Linked DNA regions of Mus musculus: regions 2, 3 and 4 are each linked to region 1. Evidence: chromatin contacts called from public promoter capture Hi-C data. All regions are on one chromosome and are shown on one strand. Each heading gives the region's core, a stretch centred on a gene start, on an enhancer-like site or on the middle of the called end of the contact. The rest is flanking DNA. Distances are from core to core; before and after follow the strand shown. Region 1 holds the start of E530011L22Rik (RIKEN cDNA E530011L22 gene). Region 2 holds the start of Tmem42 (transmembrane protein 42). Region 3 holds the start of Gorasp1 (golgi reassembly stacking protein 1). Region 4 holds the start of Csrnp1 (cysteine-serine-rich nuclear protein 1).

What was found. Promoter capture Hi-C pulls out the DNA fragments that hold promoters and counts their contacts.
Region 2: a promoter capture Hi-C map of embryonic stem cells shows a contact between it and region 1, with 5 times the contacts expected there. The contact joins the promoter of Tmem42 here to the promoter of E530011L22Rik in region 1. A contact is called at or near these places in 3 of 39 promoter capture datasets (cranial neural crest, embryonic stem cells and liver), 3 of 484 Hi-C or Micro-C datasets (all in embryonic stem cells) and 1 of 115 datasets of contacts at active chromatin or transcription factors (embryonic stem cells).
Region 3: a promoter capture Hi-C map of cranial neural crest shows a contact between it and region 1. The contact joins the promoter of Gorasp1 here to the promoter of E530011L22Rik in region 1. A contact is called at or near these places in 2 of 39 promoter capture datasets (cranial neural crest and pre-B cells).
Region 4: a promoter capture Hi-C map of second pharyngeal arch cranial neural crest shows a contact between it and region 1. The contact joins the promoter of Csrnp1 here to the promoter of E530011L22Rik in region 1. A contact is called at or near these places in 2 of 39 promoter capture datasets (pre-B cells and second pharyngeal arch cranial neural crest), 1 of 484 Hi-C or Micro-C datasets (B cells) and 1 of 9 other capture datasets (adipose tissue).

What each region holds. Positions count from the first base shown.
Region 1 is chr9:121,758,551-121,762,227 of GRCm38.p6, forward strand. It overlaps E530011L22Rik (RIKEN cDNA E530011L22 gene), which reads right to left and starts at 1,393. Exons shown (of 1, transcript NR_033503.1): 1 at 1-1,393. Zfp651 (zinc finger protein 651) reads left to right here and starts at 1,483. Exons shown (of 6, transcript NM_001166644.1): 1 at 1,483-1,675. The coding sequence starts at 1,673.
Region 2 is chr9:123,019,793-123,023,020 of GRCm38.p6, forward strand. Tmem42 (transmembrane protein 42) reads left to right here and starts at 1,534. Exons shown (of 3, transcript NM_025339.4): 1 at 1,534-1,778; 2 at 2,374-2,520; 3 at 3,047-3,228. The coding sequence starts at 1,587. The coding sequence ends at 3,181.
Region 3 is chr9:119,935,744-119,938,948 of GRCm38.p6, forward strand. It overlaps Gorasp1 (golgi reassembly stacking protein 1), which reads right to left and starts at 1,815. Exons shown (of 9, transcript NM_028976.2): 1 at 1,715-1,815. The coding sequence starts at 1,774. Ttc21a (tetratricopeptide repeat domain 21A) reads left to right here and starts at 1,863. Exons shown (of 29, transcript NM_028735.3): 1 at 1,863-2,007. The coding sequence starts at 1,981.
Region 4 is chr9:119,981,676-119,985,153 of GRCm38.p6, forward strand. It overlaps Csrnp1 (cysteine-serine-rich nuclear protein 1), which reads right to left and starts at 2,104. Exons shown (of 5, transcript NM_001357562.1): 1 at 1,944-2,104. It overlaps Gm33800 (a long non-coding RNA gene), which reads left to right and starts at 2,170. Exons shown (of 4, transcript XR_871355.3): 1 at 2,170-3,478.

The DNA of each region.
Region 1 (3,677 bases), core at 143-2,642:
ACGGGGCTTCTGGCTTTTGCAGCTGTTGCCAGTGACAAGCCCAGTGTGCCCTCTTGCCCTCAGTCGGAGTTCAGAGAACCCAAATGAGACAGCAGGGGGTGGGGTAGGGGTGTCACTCCTTTACCTTAGCCAAGGCCAGTACCAGCTTCTTCCAACCTCCCAGCACAGCGTCTACATGTTTTCTCTCTCTGCGGGACTCTCCTTGTCCACCCAGTAGGTAGACAGCCCTGCCCTTCCCACCTCCCAGGTCAGTGCAGCAATCAACTGGGTCAGACGAGAAACTTGGGTTTTGGGAAGTGTAGGAGACATCATCGGTAATTGACAGGTTCACAGCTTCAGCCTAGAGCCTCAGATTCGGGAACCCAGGTAGGGGCATGCCCTGCGCATGTGAAGGAAGGGGCTCTCCTCACTGTCCCTACCTTTCTTCACCTACTCAGCTTCCTTGCTCAGGGGTAGTCAGCCCATGTCCAGTGAGAGATCCTTGCATTCTGAGGGGACAGACCTTCGACTATTTGATGACACCTGCTTGGCTCCAGAGAAAGAGCTACAGCACACCATGAGGAAGGCGCACACCCAAGGAGACTGCTATGGCTGGAGTGGAATGGCCCGGCTGGAGCAGTGTTGGGAGAGTGACTAGGCTGAACAGTGGGTAGGGGTGCGGGGCGTCCGAAGGAGAGACCACGGTGGTAGTCCGTAGTCCCGCCCTGCTGTCGCTCGGCCTGGCAGCGTTCCTTCGCAGCCTCCTGCCAGCACAGCCAGCCCCCTGCCCCCACGGAGCCGGTGCCAGAGCAGCGTTCCGCAAGCCGAGCTGCATCTTCCCAGCGCCGAGGCTGCGCGGAGGGCCCCTCGGCCGGGCCTGGGCCTCTGGCCCCCACCCGGCTGTTCCAGGTAGGTCATCTGAAAGGCTTCCGTCGTTGCGGCGGTTGCTCGGAGGTTCTGCAGCCAGAGGCCCCCAGGTAGGTTCGGGAGACTCAGAGCAAAACGCGTGGGAGGCCGGAGCAGCTACAGACCCCAGACTCACCCCCAAGTCGGAGCAGCCGGAGTCACAGGGGGCGGGAGATGAGCGCGGCTGGGGTACGGGTCCATCAGAGTCGCCTGGCTCAGGGGAGCAGGTGGGTCGGGGGGCGGCGCGCTCTGCTCAGCGACCTCACGCCTACCCTGGCCCCGCCCATGCAGAGCAGCGGGAGGACACCCGGGTTAGACTCCCGGACGAACTTCCCAGCAAAGAAGGGCAGAGAGGGACTTCGCGCGGGAGGGTGGGATCGAGCGGTCCAAACGCTCCCACGTCACCAGCCGGGTCGGTCCGGGGACCCCGAGGCTCTCCCGAGGGCAGCTGCATCGAGACGGCGCGCGTCCGCGCCCCCAGCCAGCACGCAGGGCGGCCTGGCCCTTTAAGCGTCCAGACGGCGGCCCCAGCTGACGCGCGGGCTCCAATCGGCGCCCCGCGCCCCCCGCCCGCCGCGCCCGAGGCTCCCGGGCCGCAGCTGCTCGGCCGGGACTTGCCGCGGCCCTGCGCCTCCGCCCGCCCGGCCGGCCGCGCCCCCGGGGCCATGGTCGCGGGGCCCTGCGCAGGGGCGGCCCCCAGCGCGGCGCTTCATGGAGCGGCCCGGGCCCGGCCCTCGGGGGCAGCGCGATCCTGCGGGGCCCTGTGAGCTCCCAGCGCCGCGGCACCATGGTACGCAGGGCCCTGCCTGTCCCCCCGCTTATCCGCCCACCTGCGAGCGCCTCCTTTCAGAGCGCACGGCCCCTTGGGACCCGGTGCAGGGTCTGGAAGACCTGGCCCCTCCCCCGGGGTCCTCGACCCTATCTGTCCGGTGTGCAGGGCCCAGAGTGCGGCGCGGCGGCGCGGCTCAGGGGTGAAATTCCTGGGGTGGGGGGTGCAAACGCGAAAGGCCGAGGTCTTGCTGCGCACGGGCGGAGGGGGGAGCTTCTCTGCGTCCGGACGGCGCCGCCCCGGGGCTGGTAATGGGGGGAAAAGGGGGAGTCGGATTCCCGCCCGGGCCTTGGGCCACGTGGGCGCTGCAGCCGCTCTGCCGGAGACTAGGATGGATCGCTCCATAGGCGGGGGGCGCCCACAGCTGGAGTGGAAACTCCTGTGTGACCTTGGGCCGGTCCCCTGCCGTCTCTGAGCCTGTTTCCCAGGCCTCTCCAAAGAAAGCATCCAGAAGTCATGAGCCTGTACCCCTGCCGCCGGGGTTTCACCAGATGGCCTTTGGGAGGCAAAAGCTTGGTGGCCTCTGCAGGTGTCCCTCTGGGGGAGGGCTGCGATGCAGCTGGTGTACCCAGGTGTTGAGAAGCCTCCTCAGCTTCAAGGAGCCGGAAGCATCTGGCCAGAGGCTACACAGCTGGTGGGCACTGATCCGGAAGGGGCCCTGCCACTGGCTGGCAGCATCTCTGGTCCATGGCTGGGGAGGCTGCAATGTGACTTTAGGGATGCCTGGGTTTCTGCCAGGCTCAAGTGGCCCTGCCCAAGCAGGAGGTCCCTGGGGAAGCTTTGTAAAGGGAAAAACGGGGACCCCAAGCCTGGAATAAGTGGTGCCATGGGGGGGCCTTTCCCTGCCACCGTCCACCCCCCAGTAGTACAGACACCAGGACCTGCAGGTGCAATGACTGGGAAGGAGGCAGGACCAGAGGGTGTGGTGACTGTGTCTGGATGCTTAGGTGGTTCTCACACCTCATGCTTCCACCCACCTCACTTCCAGGACTCTCCAACTGCCTGTCTGAAGTGTACCAGGCAGAAGGGAAGGGTGCTGGAGTGGCAGGATGGCCACAGCTCCATGAGTAAAGCCTCTCTGGGCCTCAGTTTCTCTAAGAAAGAGGAATTGGTCCCAGAAAATGAATCAGAGTGAGTCAGAGAGGGATGGGCGGGGCCCCGTGCCACGTCCCTGCTGGACGGCCCAGCAGTTCTGGGATAGATTCAAGAATGGGTGGCTGGTGGGGGTGTGAGGGGTGGAGGGAGCTTCAGGAAGGCAACGTCTGTTGGTGGAGCGGAGGGCAAAGAGTGGGCATGTCTTGGGCTGCTGGCCGAGGGCACAGGTTCGAAGCTCCTTGGGGCTCACCCGCAGCTTCTCCTTTAGCAGAATGACAAGGGAGCTCAGAGTCCATGCTCTCTGTCTGGCCCACCCACTGCTGACAGGAGAGAGGACTTAGAGGGGACAGCTTCATCCTGGGACCCCTAAGGAAGGTGGGGTTGTGTCCCCCATTGGGATGCATCGGCATTCACACACTGGAAGCTTTCGTCTCCACAGGCAGAGCCCATGGAGCATCCAAAGCCAGCCGTTGTAGGGCCGGACTGGCCAGTGTCTGCTGAGCCCCAGGCCCTATGTGAGGGATAAGACAGGCCCATCTCTACCACCCGACTAAACAGGACTGTTCTGGGAGTGGGGCAGGGCCTAAAGGCCTGGCAGTCTGATCTGTCAGTCACTAAGGTCCCTAGGGGGCTCTCCAGGAGGTGCGACCTCCAAGACAGGACCAGCCTGGAGCTTCTGCGTCTGGGCTGGGGTGCCGGAGTGTGGCAAACAGAGAAAACAGCCCGTCTTCCCCCAGGACCCTGTGTACAAAAAGCTGCTGTAGCTTGAGTGGGCCTGGCTGTCTTTAGCCTGCTGTCTTCTGTGGCCCCTTAAAGGCCTTTGTTGGCCACTGTCCAAGTGAAACGGCCCCTGGATGCTACAGCCTAG
Region 2 (3,228 bases), core at 284-2,783, 1.3 Mb after region 1:
CCTTGAGTCTCAACTTCCTTATCTGCAAATTGGAGTGGTTTATACCACATAGGACTAATTGGGATAATCTATTCTTTTTATTTAAAATTTAATTTTATGTATTAATGTGTATCTGTGTTCAGGTGTATATATATGTACATGAGGATAGGTGCCTTTGGAGGCCAGAAAATAGTGGAACCCCTGGAGGTATGAGGTTGGGAGGCACTTGTGGGAAGGTTGCAAGCTGCCTAACTGCTAAGCAATCTCTCCAAACCCCAGTAATCCATCCTTTTATTTCATCCACAAAACCACCCGCATGAGAAGCAAGGTAGCATGTAAGAATGTCCATGAAAAAGCTCTTTAACAGGGAATAAAGTGTTTCTTCCAAGCCCCATACATTAAATATTATTTGTATTTTATATATCAACAAAACAAGTTTTGCTGTGTAGCCCTGGCTATGTAGAGCTATTTAGAGCAGGCTGTTCTCGGACTCACAGAGATCCACTTGCCTCTGCTTCCTCATGTGTACCAACCACCACACTTAGCTCACGTTATACACTTCTACAGCTCTCCTTTAAGGAAATGTATCCCTAACATATATCCATACACACTGCCATTGACTGAATTCAGGATTTTTCATGTATTATGGAAGCACTGAGCTATAACCCCAACTCTCCTTTATTACAAAAACAAAAACTTTTTGAGAGTCTCAAAAAGTCCTTGGCTTGCTTAGTACCTCTCTGTTGGTCAGGCTGGCCTCAAACTCAGTAATTCTACCTCAGCTTCAGAAGTGCTAGGATTACGGGTGTGTGCCACCATGCCTGGCTGCCAGCCCTCTCAAGTGAGACAATGTCTCCCTAAGTTGCTCAGGATGACCATTAACTGCCTCAGCATCCTAAGCATCTGGAATTACCGACAGTAGATGACATTTTACGGTTTGTTTGGGTTTTTTTTTTTTTTGGTTGTTTTTTCAATTTTTTTGTCGTTCTCAATTACTTTACACGAACTTAGAAGTGACTGTGCTTCTGATGGTCCAGGCAGAACAAACGTTTTCCCAAACAACGTTCTGTCTCAAGCGGCCGGTCTCCAGATCCATCATCTCCTGCGTCCACGAGGGAGCAGAGGTGCTTTGAAGGTGCAGCTTGGCTTCAGGATTAGCATGTTAGGTGCGCATCCATGTAAAGTGGCAGACCTCCCCGTCTTCTCAGAAGCAGGTTCCCCTTGACTGCAGGGCTCTTTCAGAAACAAGGTTACTTCCGCCGCAGGTTCTCCTCGGAGATAAACTCCCCTCCTCCCCAAGTTCACGTCAGCAGATTCCTCTCTCACAGTAGGTACCTCTCGGTAGCACGCTTCCTTCAGTGGCGCACGGTCCTCGCTACCGGATTCCCATCCCCCAGGTTCGCCGGAGCCGCAGGCTCTCCTTAGTCGCGGGTTTGCACACGCTGCAGGGTATGGGCTCCAGATTCCTTTCATTTGTAGGCTCGGCTCGGCTCGGCTCCGGACTCCACTGCAGCAGATTCGCCTCACTCGCCTGGCTCCGCCCTAGCCGGGCTCACGGCGGGTGGCGGCGTGCGTGGCAGTCGGCCGTGGCGGGCGCAGCGGGCCTCATGGCGGCCGGTCCGCAGTCCTCGGGTGCCGCCGTGTCTGCGGCCGCTTACCCTGACTCACCCGTGGAGTTACCCGCTCGCCTACAGAAAGGCGCGATGCGGCGCCGCTTCTGGGGCGTGTTCAACTGTCTGTGCGCCGGGGCGTTCGGGGCTCTGGCCGCCGCCGCCGCCAAGCTGGCCTTCGGGAGCCAGGTGCAGCCCGGGGCGCCACGCGGGGGCGGGGCGGGGGGAGGGCGGGGCGGGGGGAGGGCGGGGCGGGGGGAGGGCGGGGCGGGGGAGGGCGGGGCGGGGCGGGGAGGAGGGCGGCTTAACCTGGGTTCCCGCCTGCGCCCATGTTGGACCACCTGGTTTTAGGCACTGCCTCCTGGGGGAGGACCTCGAAGCCCACCTCTCAGTTTAAGTCCCCTTGCCATAGCTTTTTTAGCACGTGACACCTAAGGTGAGATAACCGGTTGCCCATCTCTTCCTGTCCTTGGCAAGAGTTCGGACTGAGCGCCTGCGGAGCTTCTGCATCAGAGAATTCGATCCTGACCTGAACAGGGGACTGCTTGATATAGATTTCTGGCGACTTACAGTCCTTTTGTAAAGTCATATCTTTCCAGAAGGCTACTCAGCTACAAGAAATTTGAGGTCTTCGTGGAAGATAACCCTGCCCCCTGTCTGCAGGCAAATTCCTCTGCCTATCAGTCAGGGTCCGCATATGCTTTGTATGAGACGTGTAAACATCTCCCAGTCTTTCAAGGTTATGCCCATGGTGGTTGTAGCTCAGTGACACTTTCTCCTGCAGGTCAATATTGGCTTATGTGTCTTAGGCATCGTTGCCATGGCAAGCGCCAATTCTCTGATGTGGACCTTCTTTAGCCGGGGCCTCAGTTTCTCTATGTCTTCAGCCATTGCATCTGTCACAGTGACTTTCTCGAACATACTTTGCTCGGTGAGTAGCCTGGTGACCTTGTTCTTAGGGTTCTTGGTGAGTTAGTTGTCCTTGGGAAACCCCTGATTTTCCAGGCTCTAGAAAGGACAGGGAGTAAAACAAAAGTTGGGCTGTCTCCAGGCAAGGAACAGTTAAACATGGAAAACTTAGGAGTGAAACCTATGTCACTCTGGGATAACACCAGCTATCTCAATCAAGAACTCTAACATTAGCTATGGGGTCTAGGGGGTCTGGTCAAGGGAACCCAGTCTTGAATTGGAAGACAGCTTAACTTGGGTTTATGATTACTGGGTACTAGCTATGTCCGTACTGGCCCTACCTGCTAGCCTGCTGAGCCTCAGTGCTCAGCTGGGGTGGTAACCTCTTACGTCCACAGAGGAGACAGAAATACGTGGATTGATCATGAAGGTGGTTGCTGGATGCAAAGCACCAGACTTTGGCCTCTAGCCCCTCAGGAAGAAATCAGCCAAGGAATGGTGGAGCCTACCAGGGTAGGCCAGGTCCCTTACAGCTGTCTCTTCCACAGGCCATCTTAGGCTACCTGCTGTATGGAGAGTGCCAGGAGATCTTATGGTGGGGAGGGGTGTTCCTCATCCTCTGTGGGCTCACCCTGATCCACAGGAAGTTTCCACCCACCTGGAAGGAGAGCAAGGAGCAGTGAGGCCAGTCGGTGGATAGACCAGACCCACTGTAAAGAGAACCATGATA
Region 3 (3,205 bases), core at 565-3,064, 1.8 Mb before region 1:
GTGACTGCTGAGCCATCTCTTCAGCTCACTGTGTATGTTTTTGAGATAAGAGCCTTGATGTATAACTTAAACTGGCCTCAAACTTGGGAGTCCTCCTGCCTTTGCGTCTAATGCTGGTATTCCAGGGATGAGCCACCACATCCTATTCCACATAGCTCTTTATGGCCTTCCTTCTCCCCTGTTTGATTTCCAAATATGAGTACTTTGTCTACCATGTTATCTCTAGTGCCTGAAGCTCTGCCTGGCATAGAATATATATTCAAAAACATGTCTATAGCTAGGTATACTCGTGCACATTGTAATCCTGGGATTCGGGAAGTATCAAGAGCTCAAGGCCATCCTACATCAAAAACAGCCGGGCAGTGGTGGCACACACCTTTAATCCCAGCACTTGGGAGGCAGAGGCAGGCAGATTTCTGAGTTCAAGGCCAGTCTGATCTACAGAGTGAGTTCCAGGACAGCCAGGGCTACATAGAGAAACCCTGTCTCAAAGAAAAAACAAGCAAACAAACAAAGGGACTGGAGAAATAGGTCAGCAGTTAAAAGAGCCTATTATTCTATCAGACGACCTGGGTTGAGTCCCCAGCATGCAAGTGTGACAGCTCCCAAATGCCTATAACTCCAACTTAAAGGGATCTAAAACCTCTGGTTTGCACACTCGTGTGCACAAACAAAAACAACACACACACCAAAAACACATCTCTGTAACGGGTCCTCATCCTCTGACCTGATCAACCTGTCCCCCTTTAACCAGCCCCCCTTGCCTTCACTCCGTCCACCACCCCCACCACCTCACTTCCCTCAGCCCTTGTGCAAAGATCCCAAACTCCTGACTTCCCGTGAACCTGTTTTAAAACACCCCCGGTTGGATGCATCCCAATGTCTGCCAACCCCCAAGCACAAATCTTGTCACTTTGATCTGTAAAGCCAATGTGGCTCTCCAGCTAGAAACCGCTTCCCTAGCCCTGACTCCAGACTTCCTTTGACATAGACCAGAGAGGCATAATGGCTCAGGAGGCAGGCGCACGCAGATGGATTTCTGTAGGTTCCAGCCCAGTCTAGCCTACATAGCAAGTTCCAGGCCAGTCGGGGATACATAATGAGACACCCACAAAATAAATAGATAGATAGATAGATAGATAGATAGATAGATAGATAGATAGATAGATAAGATTTAAGAGGAACCGAGAAAGAGCAGCTGAGAGTTTAACAACAGCTTGAACTAAGTACCAAGATCCTGTCTGAAGGAATGAAGGCAGGCAGGCTGACCCAACAGCCAGACAACCTGACAAACCTGCCCGCCTCCACACAGCTCTGCATCTACCTGCTTTTCAAAGGGGCAAAACAGGGGAGCTGAGTTCAAAGATCTTTCTATCCCCAACTCCATACGGCGTTCTTTATCAACCAGACTATACTTCCCAGCAGCCTGTTCGCTCGTACCTCCCTGCAAGTGACACGTAGGGCCCCATCTAGGTCTCGGGATGTTTCACTCTGGGGTCCCAATGCCCACCCTGGCTCCAGTCATTCTGGCCACTTCACCCCCTCTTCAGCAGCTTTCCCAAAGCCCACGAGCTCTCCCAGCCCCTTGCAATGCTCCTTAGAGAAGGGGCCTCGGATCTTGGACGCGCTGGGCCTCGCAAGGCATGCAGGGAGGTCACTGCAGGCCTCGGGGCTGTGCAACCCTCCCTGGTGATCTTCCACCACCCCGGCTCACCCCGTGCAGATGGAAGCCCTCGCCGCCCGCCGGCTGCTCGCTGCTTGCCCCTAGCCCCATGGCCGCCCTCTCCCGCTGCTGCGTGGCCTAGTCACGTGGGGCCAGGCCACGCCCTCCCGGATGTCACAGTTCTTAGCAACAGGCCAGCAGCCAGGTTGCCAAGGACGCGCGCGCCTTAGACTTCCGGCCGTGAGCTGGGCTGCGAATTGGGCGGCCAGAGCTGGGAATCCCGCTCAGCCGGTCATCACCTGAGCCGGGCTGCAGCCATGAGCAGCGATGACTCCTCTCTCATGGTGCGTGAACTCTGGGCCGCCTGCGCTCGGGACTACTTCTGCAGTCAGGACTGCTGCCCTGGGCTAGCTCTCTGCTCTCTGACCATTTCTGCTCTGGGGTTACCTTTCTGCTTTCTCTGGCCATCTGCCCTTGGGCCACCCTCTGCCACACCATCCACCCTGCTGCCTGCCCTCTGGCCATCTCTACTCTTAGGCTACTTCCACCCCCCAACCACCTCTACCCCTCTGTTCACTACTCTGGCAGCTTCTAGAAGTCCTTCCATCTTCCTCAGCTCCCTAACCAAAGCATTTCCCCTCAGTGTCCTCTGCACCCCTAGCCTCAAATTAGCACCCAGACCTGATCCTATCCCCCAAACCAATCCGTGCCTGTCCATTATCGCATCTGCCTCCCACCTAAGCCATCTGTGTTCCACTGCTATGAGGTCTATGCCCACCTCCAACCCTGTTCCTAATCTAACGAGAAGTGTCAGCTTCCAAAGTCTCCAGAGCCACCATGTATCTCTCCCTTAGACACCTCTGGCCTGGTTTCTCTACTTGGGCTCTTTGCACCAGCACTACTGCCTGGCATTACCCATGTGCCACCTGCAGCCACCCACACATCACTGCACGCAACAGCCAGAGTCATTTCTTTAGAATATCATTTGAGGTAACTGGGGATCTGGCTCAGTTCCTAGAATATGCACCAAGCCCTGATAGCCATAAAACAGGTGTGGTGGTAGGTGCCTTTAATCCTAGCACCGGAGAGGTGGGGAGGGAGGGTCAGAAACTCACCATAGTTGAGTTTGAGGCCAGTCTGGGATACATGAACACCAGGCTCTGCCAAAAGTTTTAAAAATCTGAAAACTTCACTCCCCTACTTAAAGCCATTCGAGCTGGTTCCTGTTGATGACCCTGTCTGACGTCTAGGCTCTTTCAAATGGCCCATGAGGCTTTTACGACCTAACCACATCTATCCCCAACTCAACACCCACAAACCTTAGAGGAAGTGAGCTTTTGCTTTGAAATCTCAGCCCCAATTACTGTGTGATCTCCATGGGCTGTGTCTCCCTGGGCTTCAGCTTCTTTAGCTGTGAAAGATACCAAGATGTGTATAGCGGAGGACATGGAGACCCTGAAAATGACCACTCCTCAGTCCCCTTCCTTCCCAGCCTAGGATGAGCCTGACTTGAAGCTTACATGGTGTATTGACCATCCCCCA
Region 4 (3,478 bases), core at 854-3,353, 1.8 Mb before region 1:
CGGAATGTCACCCCAGTCTAGTGACCATAGCTATTTAATACACTGAACCAGCGAAGGCTATTCCACCCAGGCAACAAGCGGCAGCTATTGGAAGCCTCAGCCCGCCAGTGTGCTCCAGTCCCCAGCCCCTTGGCGGCCTTGATTCCCCCTTCCAGGAATCTGAAGAATGTGTCCTTTGACCTCAGAACCCCAGGTCTTGATCAGTCATGCCCCCACCTCCAACACCTAGGGTCACAGGACCCCAGACCCTCCTGAAGGGCTTCCTGGGATGCGGAAAATCACCTACAAGCAGTTCACGGAGACAAAGTGCTGGGCAGCTCAAGACACAGCAGACAGGAAGCACTGACGTACCCCTCCCCCACCCATGCCTCAGAAAGTGATGGGGGGAGGGGACAGTTCCTTCGATTCAGACTCCAGGGCCCTGCCCTGGGTAAATGCCAAATGTTTGCTGGCTGTATAAAATACTCAGTTCTACCCAGGGAAAACTGCACTTGACAGTCACCCCTTCCTCCACCTTAAGCCAGTTTTTCACATTCATTCATTCATTCATCAATCTAATCCTGGCTAAGCTTCCTAAAGGCCAAACACTATGACAGGCATTGGGCACACAGGTAAAGCACCTACAACTAACACCTCTCAAGTAGGAGTTATACAGGATAGGCAAGAAGGGTAGAACTGGGGACGAGGCAGGCTCCTCTGAAGGAGGGATGTTGGCAGAGTTCCAGATTGGGGGGGGGGGGTCACACTGCATGGTACAGGGACTGGAGCAAGGACAGCCAGTGCGCCTTCTGGTGGCGATGCAACTAAGAGGGCCTGTGTTAGCCCGAGGGCACAGGAAGCCACCCAAGTGCGTAAGTAAGGACTGACAATTCTAGATTTGCATGGTTGAAAGATGGCTCAGCGCCTGAGCCAGAGAGGGTGTGACCCGTAGGACACAGGGTAGGGCCAGGTGAACTGACAGGACAAGCGCAAAGGAGAAAAGGGGGTGGATTTGGTGACAGCTCGGGAGATGTGGGCGGGGCTGTCAAAGATTTGGGGGCAGAGAGTATTGACTTACTCTCTGCAGAAGGCTGAGACTTCGGTCCAGAGATGTTGGGTGGGTAGCTAGAGAGGAGGGAGGAATTCTCTGTTGTCAGGAAGGTGGGCTACATCTGGGAGTGACTGTATCGGCAACCCGAGTGACTAAGTGTGTGGCCGTTGCTGTGGTGTAGGCTTTTCTACAGTACATGAAGGCGAAAGGACCTCCGGGAAGGGGAAACTGAGGAAGGAGAGGAAATGCATGCAGAAGAGGGAGTAGAGGTGCGTGGGAGAGAGCCTACGTGTGCCCGCGGGTGGTCGGTGTAGCTGCGCCCCGGTGACTCACGGCAGTGGCCTCTGAGTGTGACGGTGACAGGTGAACATACGACACAATCCTTCTCCCCCCCGCCTCCCTCCCGGGGTCCGTGACTCACCAAGCCTCGCTCATTCCTCACTCATCCCTCCAAACCCTCCCTGACCCCCGCCTGCCGAGGGCGCCCGGCACACGCCGCAGCTCGGGCACCCTCCCCCTAGGGAGCCCGAGGAGGAAGACGACCAATGTCACCTGCCCCGGCCACGCGAGTAACTTCTGAAAAGTTCTCAGGCAACTAGGTCAAAAGGAAACTCACCCGCGGGCACGCGCGCCCCGTCCCACTGCCACCTGCGCCCGGCTTTGGGGCGCCTGGACATCTGGGGTAACCACAACGAGGCGGGGGAGGGGAAGCCTGCCCCCCCCCCGCCACCTCGCAGCCGTGGGCTCTCACTCCAGGCGCCAGATCTCCAGTCGGGCTCGGAGGCCGGATCCCGGCGTCCCCTCCGGAGGACCCAAGGGAGATCAGCGGGGAGCTGGAGTGACAGCGCCACTCACCCGAGACGCCCCCTGCCCCATTTCCCATCCCGCCGCGTTCAGGAACCGTGGCACTCACCTAAGCTAGCAGGGCTCGCCCAGTTCACCGAAGCCACTCGTGTGCCGGCCCCAGGGTCGCAGCGCACACAGCGACCCGCAGTGCGCTCGGCCGGGCGGCCGTCGGTGCAGCCGGCCCAGGTCTGCGCGTCCGGCGGCGGCGGGAGAGACTGGCTCAGCCCCGGCCCCGCCCGCGGCTCCGCCCTCCTCGTCAGTGGAAAACTCCGGGGCTCACGGCGCTGACGCACGCCGGGCCTCCCGCCAGGCCGCCCCGCAGCCCGCAGCCTTCGGCCCCGCCCCGGAGGCACCGCCCCCTCCCCCGCCTCGAGCCTCCCCGCGGACTGTGACCGGGCCGCGACGCCGCTGCTCCGCGCTCGGCTCCTAAGATCGCGGAGCCGAGCTTCGTGCAGAGCCGGGTCCTAGAGATGCCCGCTTCTCCACGCCGAGCAGTCCCGAGCTGCAGACTGGGTAGACTGAGGCTGCGAGCGATGGAAGCTCCTCCCCTGCCTCCACCCGCCCAGGGCAGATTATTATCAATTCAATCTGAGGACCCTTCCCCGGCCCTCACCCCACCTCTTTTTCCCAGATCCCGCAGAAAGTTAGCTCAGACTGGAGACCAGCCAGGGATGAGGAGAGAAGAAAAGGTCATCCTAGGGCCTGGCCTTCACCTCTGCCCTCGGGCCAGAGCCCTTACTCCGAACAATACCTAAAGTAGAGATTGCTGGAACCAGCTTCCCCACCCCCATCCCTCCTTAAAAAAAAAAAAAAAAAGAATCTGGTTTCTCCTAGGCCGGACCCTGGCTACTTACAGCGGATTGCTGCCTCCTCTGCTCCCGCCAAGACCTTCCTTAGGCTCGCAGCCAACTCCCTGTACTACTAGGCAGAAGAAAGTGTGTTCTAGCAGTCAACTTCTCTCTCAGGAGCCCACCCGAGTCCTCGTCAGCCCACGGCAGGGCCAGTTCGACCCAGTACCTAGAGCGCTTTTCTCTCCCGTTCTGACTGCACCGCCTGGAACGTTTCACCCTCACTCTGCTCACCTGAGGGAATCCCAACAACGTCTAGGATGGCTCAGCAAGGACTGCCTCCTCCTCCTGGAAGCCTTCGTGGAAGCTCGACCCTCCCCCTCCCAGCCCCGCTCCCGCTGCATTCTGGGTTCTTCTGACTGTCCTAGATGAATGCTGTCAGTGGCTAGTCCAACCCTCAGGATTCCATTCTCCCCTCCCCCGGGTGTAGTAGGGAGGTGACCTTCTGTCCTGCCTAAATGGCACCGAGGGTGGGGAGGATGACGGGCCCTTTCTTCAGTCTTCAGTCCTGGATGTACATGTGTACAGAGGACAAGCAGAGTGGGGGTGGGGGAGTCAGCCTGCCCTTTATCTGTGGTAATCTGGGGTCTGAGATCCTCAACACACAGCTTTGGTACACAGAAGCTGCCGGGTGGCTGAGTCTGCTCAGGAAATAGTCTACAGGGCTAGCTGAAGAAGCATGTAGCTCAATGGTAGGGCACTTTCTCAGCATGTGAAAAGCTCTAAGTTTAAACCCCATTTTGAGAACAAAACA